Linked DNA regions of Mus musculus: region 1 is linked to region 2. The links are chromatin contacts, called in public HiChIP or PLAC-seq maps. All regions are on one chromosome and are shown on one strand. Each heading gives the region's core, a stretch centred on a gene start, on an enhancer-like site or on the middle of the called end of the contact. The rest is flanking DNA. Distances are from core to core; before and after follow the strand shown. Region 1 has its middle 11 kb from the start of Vps45. Region 2 holds the start of Tnfaip8l2 (tumor necrosis factor, alpha-induced protein 8-like 2).

The links. HiChIP or PLAC-seq counts read pairs in DNA pulled down with a chosen protein or histone mark.
Region 1: an H3K4me3 HiChIP or PLAC-seq map of bone marrow-derived macrophages shows a contact between it and region 2, with 6 times the contacts expected there. The contact joins the enhancer-like site here to the promoter of Tnfaip8l2 in region 2. A contact is called at or near these places in 3 of 39 promoter capture datasets (cranial neural crest, liver and pre-B cells) and 1 of 115 datasets of contacts at active chromatin or transcription factors (bone marrow-derived macrophages).

Annotation. Positions count from the first base shown.
Region 1 is chr3:96,068,458-96,071,301 of GRCm38.p6, reverse strand. No RefSeq gene overlaps it. Among named protein-coding and RNA genes, the nearest start is that of Vps45, 11 kb to the right of the region's middle. Within about 2 kb of position 1,496, at least 42 of the 459 cell types and tissues checked have an H3K27ac peak or open chromatin away from gene starts, as enhancers often do. A contact at or near this core is called in bone marrow-derived macrophages, where this site is marked.
Region 2 is chr3:95,140,926-95,144,227 of GRCm38.p6, reverse strand. Tnfaip8l2 (tumor necrosis factor, alpha-induced protein 8-like 2) reads left to right here and starts at 1,874. Exons shown (of 2, transcript NM_027206.3): 1 at 1,874-1,913.

The DNA.
Region 1 (2,844 bases), core at 247-2,746, 930 kb before region 2:
GTGACATTGTTAAACCTTTATCGTCACTCTGTTCCAAGAAATGAAAAGCAATGTACAGCGGCTGACTATGACCGGAGGAAGAATTCGTATGTAAACACTAAAACTGGAAGTGCCTAGAAATTAAGGCCCGACCCCCACTCCATCCCCTCACCCCTGCTCTTAGGTAAAAAGCAAAGGTTGGGGTGGAGAGTTGCTCAGTGGTTAAGAGCACTAGCTGCTCTTCAGAAGACAGGCATTTGATTTCCAGCACCACCGGGGGCAGCTCAAAATCCTTCGTAACTCCAGCCTTCTGGCTTCTGTCATCCACAGGGGGACACATGATGTTGTTAATATTTCATCTCAACTGGGGGTTTCTACCCTGCCTTTGAGCATTCTGTTCCCAGATAAAAGACACATAATTTTTATATTTACAGTAAGCATTTAATGCACTAGATCTGGGTGGATATCTACTGTCTAAGCTATTAGAATCTACTTCTCCATCAATAACCCCAAGCTATAACTTGCCATGTCCCATCTGGGCAGCTCTTAATTCCCATTGGCTGGCCCTTATGGCCATGTTTTCATGAGTCACCCTCCCCATGGTCTTCACCCCTCTCCATTTTCCTCTCTTCTCCTCTGCTCTCTCTCCCTAACCTTTAATCCCTCCAACTCTTGGCTGTTGCCATTTTTATTTAATCAATAGTTTTAAATTAAGGAACAAGGTGTGCATAACAAAAGCTAGTAACTATGAGAATTGGCTTGTAGGCCTGGATCTTGGAGTGTGGGGCAATGGGCTATGCACAGATGGCCTGGTCTCCAGTCGAGCTGAGGTCTTGAACTCTGGTAGAGCCCAATGGGTGGTAATCCCACCTACTTGGGACAAAAGGTGTTCCCTCATGTCTCCTGAACCCCTGGCTCCTGTCAAAGTTACTGCCACCAAAAGCCTCCACAGTGCCACATCTACTCCAGTAGTGACTCGTGTGACAAGCCCAAAAGCTTGGACGCAGTCTCAAGGTGAAAAGTTCACGGAAATTTAGTCTCCTGGAACCATGGCATCCTGTAAAGCAAATGCTTCAATTCTGTCCCTGAGTTAGTCAGGTGTATGACCTGTGTCAGTATTGTTGTATTGCAAGTGCCTTTAAGGATTGATTTTGATATATAGCTAAGTTAGATTAGCCTCCACCAGTGTTCCAATGTCCTAGGCAGTCCTTGAGCTGACCCTGAGCTTGGAATTCAGTAAGAATGTTACCTATTCAGTAACATTCACAATTACCTCTAGTAGAGACAGTGAAAGTAATCAGGCATTACAATTTACTTGAATAGAGCTATTAATCTCAGGGCTAGTCTACAAAGTAAATACTTAGAACAATAGCTGAGTCACTCTCATACACAGGAATTTACAATGGCCTAGGAAGAAGGTGGGTTGTGGTTTTAGGAGGAACTGTAGTATGATTCATGAAAGGGTTAGTAAAACGGAATTCCCCTGGTGCATGTATTTCACTAGGCCCAGAGGAATAGCATAATCAGGTATTTACTAAGGGACCTCTGGTGGTGGGTTTAACAATAGACTAGCAATGCATCAGACCATTCACCTCACTCCTTTGTTTAGCTGATCTTAAATAATGACTGTTCCTATCTCAGTTGTAAACACTGCCTGGCTCCCCCTAGCTTCTTATGCATGATTTTTTTTTTTTTTTTTTAATTTTTCAAGACAGAATTTCTCTGTGTTCCTCTGACTGTCCTGGAACTCACTCTGTAGACCAGGCTGGCCTTGAACTCAGAAATTCGGCTGTCTCTGCCTCCCAAATTCCGGGATTAAAGGTGTACGCCACCACTCCCCGTATGTATGCATTTTCTTTGTTTTGTGTCGATGTACCTTGTAGGCGGATGTATTTGCCTAGCTTTCTTGTTTTTCTCCTGTATTAAAAGTCTGATGCTTGCTTTGAGACATTACATTCAGATATCACACTCCCTTATGTCCCTGTCTGTTTGTCACCCTTTTCTCGCCCACCTGTCCAGAACCCTGATTTCTCCTACAGATTGAGGGGGTCCGACTGAGGCCAGTCCGCGGCACCACAGGAGAAGCATGTGGCTAACGGTCCAAGCTATGGCTTGTTCCAAGCTTCTGACCATGTAGGCTATGTTCTAAGCTTCTGACCTTCAGGCTAGACTCCTCCCAGTTACTTAGCAACAGCAAGATAACAAACCCACTATAAGAGGGGCTGCTTGGCCCCACCTAGCTCTCTCCCTCTTACTCTCTAAGCTTTTACCTCTCTCTAAGCTTTCACCTTTCTTATTCTCTAGCTCTTTTCTCTCTTTCCCTTTCTCCCTCTCTCCACATGGCCATGGCCAGTCTATCTTTCTTTTACCTTCTCTCTTTCCCCCTGTCTTTCTACAATAAAGGTCTAAAACCATAGACTGTCTCTGTTCATCAAGGCCCGCCATGCTTGGACGATGGGATAGGCTTTCTTCTAAGGAGCCACTTCTAACCTCCCGTCAGAAGGCCTTCCTATGTTCCAGCCACGAACCAGAGTAAGGACTCTCACCTGCATGGGAACCTCTCTCCCTCTGCCCTCTTCCCGTATCTCTGGGGCGGAGAGTGTTGCCCCGGGGCCCCTATTCTGTTCTCAGCTTCTCTGCCATATCCAGCATGGGATGCCGGAGACTGAGAACCTGGTACGGGGCCTGCCCCTTGTCCACCCTCCGCCGTGTGGGGTCAGTGGCTTCACACAGCCAGATGCCCACCCGGGCTGTGTGGAAAGCATCCAGCAGTGCTCCCGTGTCTGCCTGCCCAGAGCACAGGAACTCTGGTCAGACACGGGCTCTCTTACTACCCCCTCTTTCCCCTACACCTATGCCCCGCAT
Region 2 (3,302 bases), core at 625-3,124:
ACTTTTAAGAAAAAAAGTTTAGCAGGAAGATGATGGCACACACCTTTAATCCTAGCACTCAGGAGGCAGAGGCTAGCTTGGTCTACAGAGCGAGTTCCAGGAGATAGGTTCTCTCAATGGCTCATTACTTACTAAGTACTAAAACTGACCTTGAATTCACAGAGACCTGCCTTCCTCTACCTCCCCAATGCTGGGTCTAAAAGTGTGCACCCCCACATACAGGTGCGGTGCTTTATTTTATTTTGGTTGATGGCTAATATGGGAGGGACCAGATCACTGTGGGCACGTGGGCTGGTGGTCCTGGGTGCCATATGAAAAGAAGCTGAGAAAGTAATGTGATAAACATTGTCTTCTATGACCTTTGCACCAATTCCTGCCCTGACTTCCTTCAATGATGGATTATAATACGGAAGTGTAAGCAAAATAAACCCTTTCCTCCCCAAGAATGGTGGTTCATCATGGCAATAGAAACTCTGAGACAGGCCAGTGAAACTATGCCTCAAAGAAAGTGAACCAGACCAGGTTCCTGAAGATGACATCAGAAATTGTTCTCTGAAGCCCGGCGTGGTGGCACACACCTTTAATCCCAGCCCTTGGGAGGCAGAGGCAGGCAGATTTCTGAGTTTGAGGCCAGCCTAGTCTACAGAGTGAGTTCCAGGACAGTAGGACAGTCAGGGCTATACAGAGAAACCCTGTCTCAAAAAACCGAAAGAAAGAAAGAAAGAAAGAGAGAGAGAAATAAATAAATAAATAAATTGTTCTCTGGTCTACACACATGCACACACTAAATATGTTTTTAAAGACTTTTATTGTTTGTATGTATGTGTATTCTACATGTGTGTAGGTATCCAAGGAGACCAGAAGGTATTAGATCCACTGGAACTAACTAGTGGTTATGAACCACCAGATATAGGTGCTGGGAATAAAAGTCAGAACATCTGGAAGATCAGTGAGTCACTGAGCCATGGAGTCGCTGACTCCAGTCTCTGGAAGCCCCCAAATCAGTTTTTAAATCCCTGAATCCTAAGGCCTTTTTTTGGGTTCTCAATCTGTGCTGAAGAAAGCTATATAATTCACTCCTTTAAAGATTTGTGTGTCTGTGTGTGCCCAAGTGTATGTTCATGTACTGATTTATTCAGGTGACTCTGGAGGCCAGAAGAGAACACTGGAATTCCTGGAGCTGGAGTTGTGGGTGGTTTTTCCAAGACAAGAATTTTACTATGCAGCCCTGGCTGGCCTGGAGCTCACTCTGTAGACCAGGCTGGCCTTGAACTCAAAGATTGGATTGTCTCTGCCTCCAGAATGCTGGGATTAAAGGTGTAGTTTTGCCTCATTGGAGTCTACCCTCATTTATCAGGCCCTTTAAAGCTATTAAGCTCTGTACTCCAGCGTTTTGGCTCGATGCTGACACCTGCTGGTCACGCATGGCTCAGCAGCCCTAACCTTGGCACCTACCTCCTGCCTGCTCTGGCTGGGGCAGTCTGTGCCAATCTTACCTTCTAGGGCCTGAAGATGCTTGTATAATGCTGTTCTACTACACCACTCGATGATCTTTCAGTACTTCCCTCACTGTCTCTCACATTAAAATCTGGACTCTGCACGGTTTTCAGTACCACAAAAATATTAGGCAGCAAGAAAGAAGCAGACCTTTTATTAGGTGGAGGTGTGTAAATCCGTCCTTGCCACTTCAGAGTTGGTGCTTCCTACAGAATTCCATTCCTTTTGACCTTTGTCTTATTTCTAGGTGGCTCTTGGGACACTGGACTTCTTGGTGACAGTGATGATGAACCGGAGGTGGAGAGTAGATAGGCGGGGCCTGGGGTGGGGCTAGACCAAAGGGCCTCTTAGGAGCTTCTCCATTCTGTGAGCTCTCAGAAACATCCAAGGCCAGACTGGCACCCAGCACACGGCAGGTGAGAGTCTGGCAATGACAGAGGGTGGGTTTCGGGGTGACACTGACAGGATATCCTGACCCTTTCACCTTCACCTTTCTTTCTGTCTTGTGAAACTCTCGCTTGTAGAATTCTTGGGTCTCCCCCTCTCTCCCCAGAACCATTTTAGTGTATTTAGTGGATGGGGCAAGGCTGTCTGAGAGTGAGACCTGGCTTGGGATGGTGGCTGAGTCTAGAGCTGAGGGACAGAGATGCACATGGGGTAACGACTAGAGATTTAGAGATCTACAGTATCTTCGGACATGGAAGTACAGTGACGCAAAGTGAAAGAAACCTTTGCTAGGCTAGAGATTCATGAGGGTCACGTAGAGGCTGGGACAAAAAGAGCGAGTGACATAGCTACCCTGGGAGGACTGGGGACCTAGTTGGAGATGGCAAAGGGAGCAATAGAGAGCTGGGTAAGAGGAGGGCAGGTAGGGAAGGAAAGCGGGCCCCTATAGAAAAATCATCTCCAGTGTGAAAGATCCACAGGGCAAGGCAGAAACAAATCAAGATGGCAGGTTCCCATTGGAGTGATTCGGCTGCCGGAGAGAGCCCCCTGGCTGTCCTCCCTCTGAGAGGACTCCTATTTTCATTTGAGGGAGAGGGTGAGGTTGCTCCTTCATTGCGGTCACAGCCACATCCTGCAGAGCCGGGGAGGGGGAAGTAAGAAGCAAAACAACCAGAAGAAGCACAGTCAAGGCCCATGGTGAGAAGACCCTGTCCGTAGGCACAGGATATACCACCAAGAAGGCCTCGCTCTGCTCAGCCTAGCCAGCCTGAGACCACTACCTGCTGCCGCAGCCACCCTTCAAAAGAGCGCCCTCCTTGTTGGAGGGCGAATGTGGAGGGGTTATTTGACTTGTAGCCTATTTTTTCTCATAATTTGTGTCTGTTATTTATTATGTATATGTGTGAGTAGAGGCCAGAGGTGTTGGGTCTCCCTGGAGCTAAAGTTATAGGTGACTGTGAGCATCTGTTGTCTGAGAGTGTTGTCCCACTCCTTGAAGCCTGTTTTCATACTTACTAGGCCAAGTTGCTTAAGATCTCTTAGCTTTGCCCAGAGGTGGTGGCACATGCCTTTAATCCCATCACTTAGGAGGCAGAGGCAGGCAGATCTCAGTTCAAGGCCACCCTGGTCTACAGAGCGAGTTCTAGGACAGCCAGGGTTATACAGAGAAACTTTTGTCTTGAAAAAACAAAAACAACAAAAAAGAGTCCTTCAGTCTGAGATTTCTCTCTGTAAAACAGGGCTTGTCACCCATATGAAGTTGGTAAACCAAGACAGTTAATATCAAACACTTGGCACACAGTAGGTTCTTTAAAAAAAAAAAAGCCAAGTGTTCTATTTAAGATTCTGGAGACCCTATA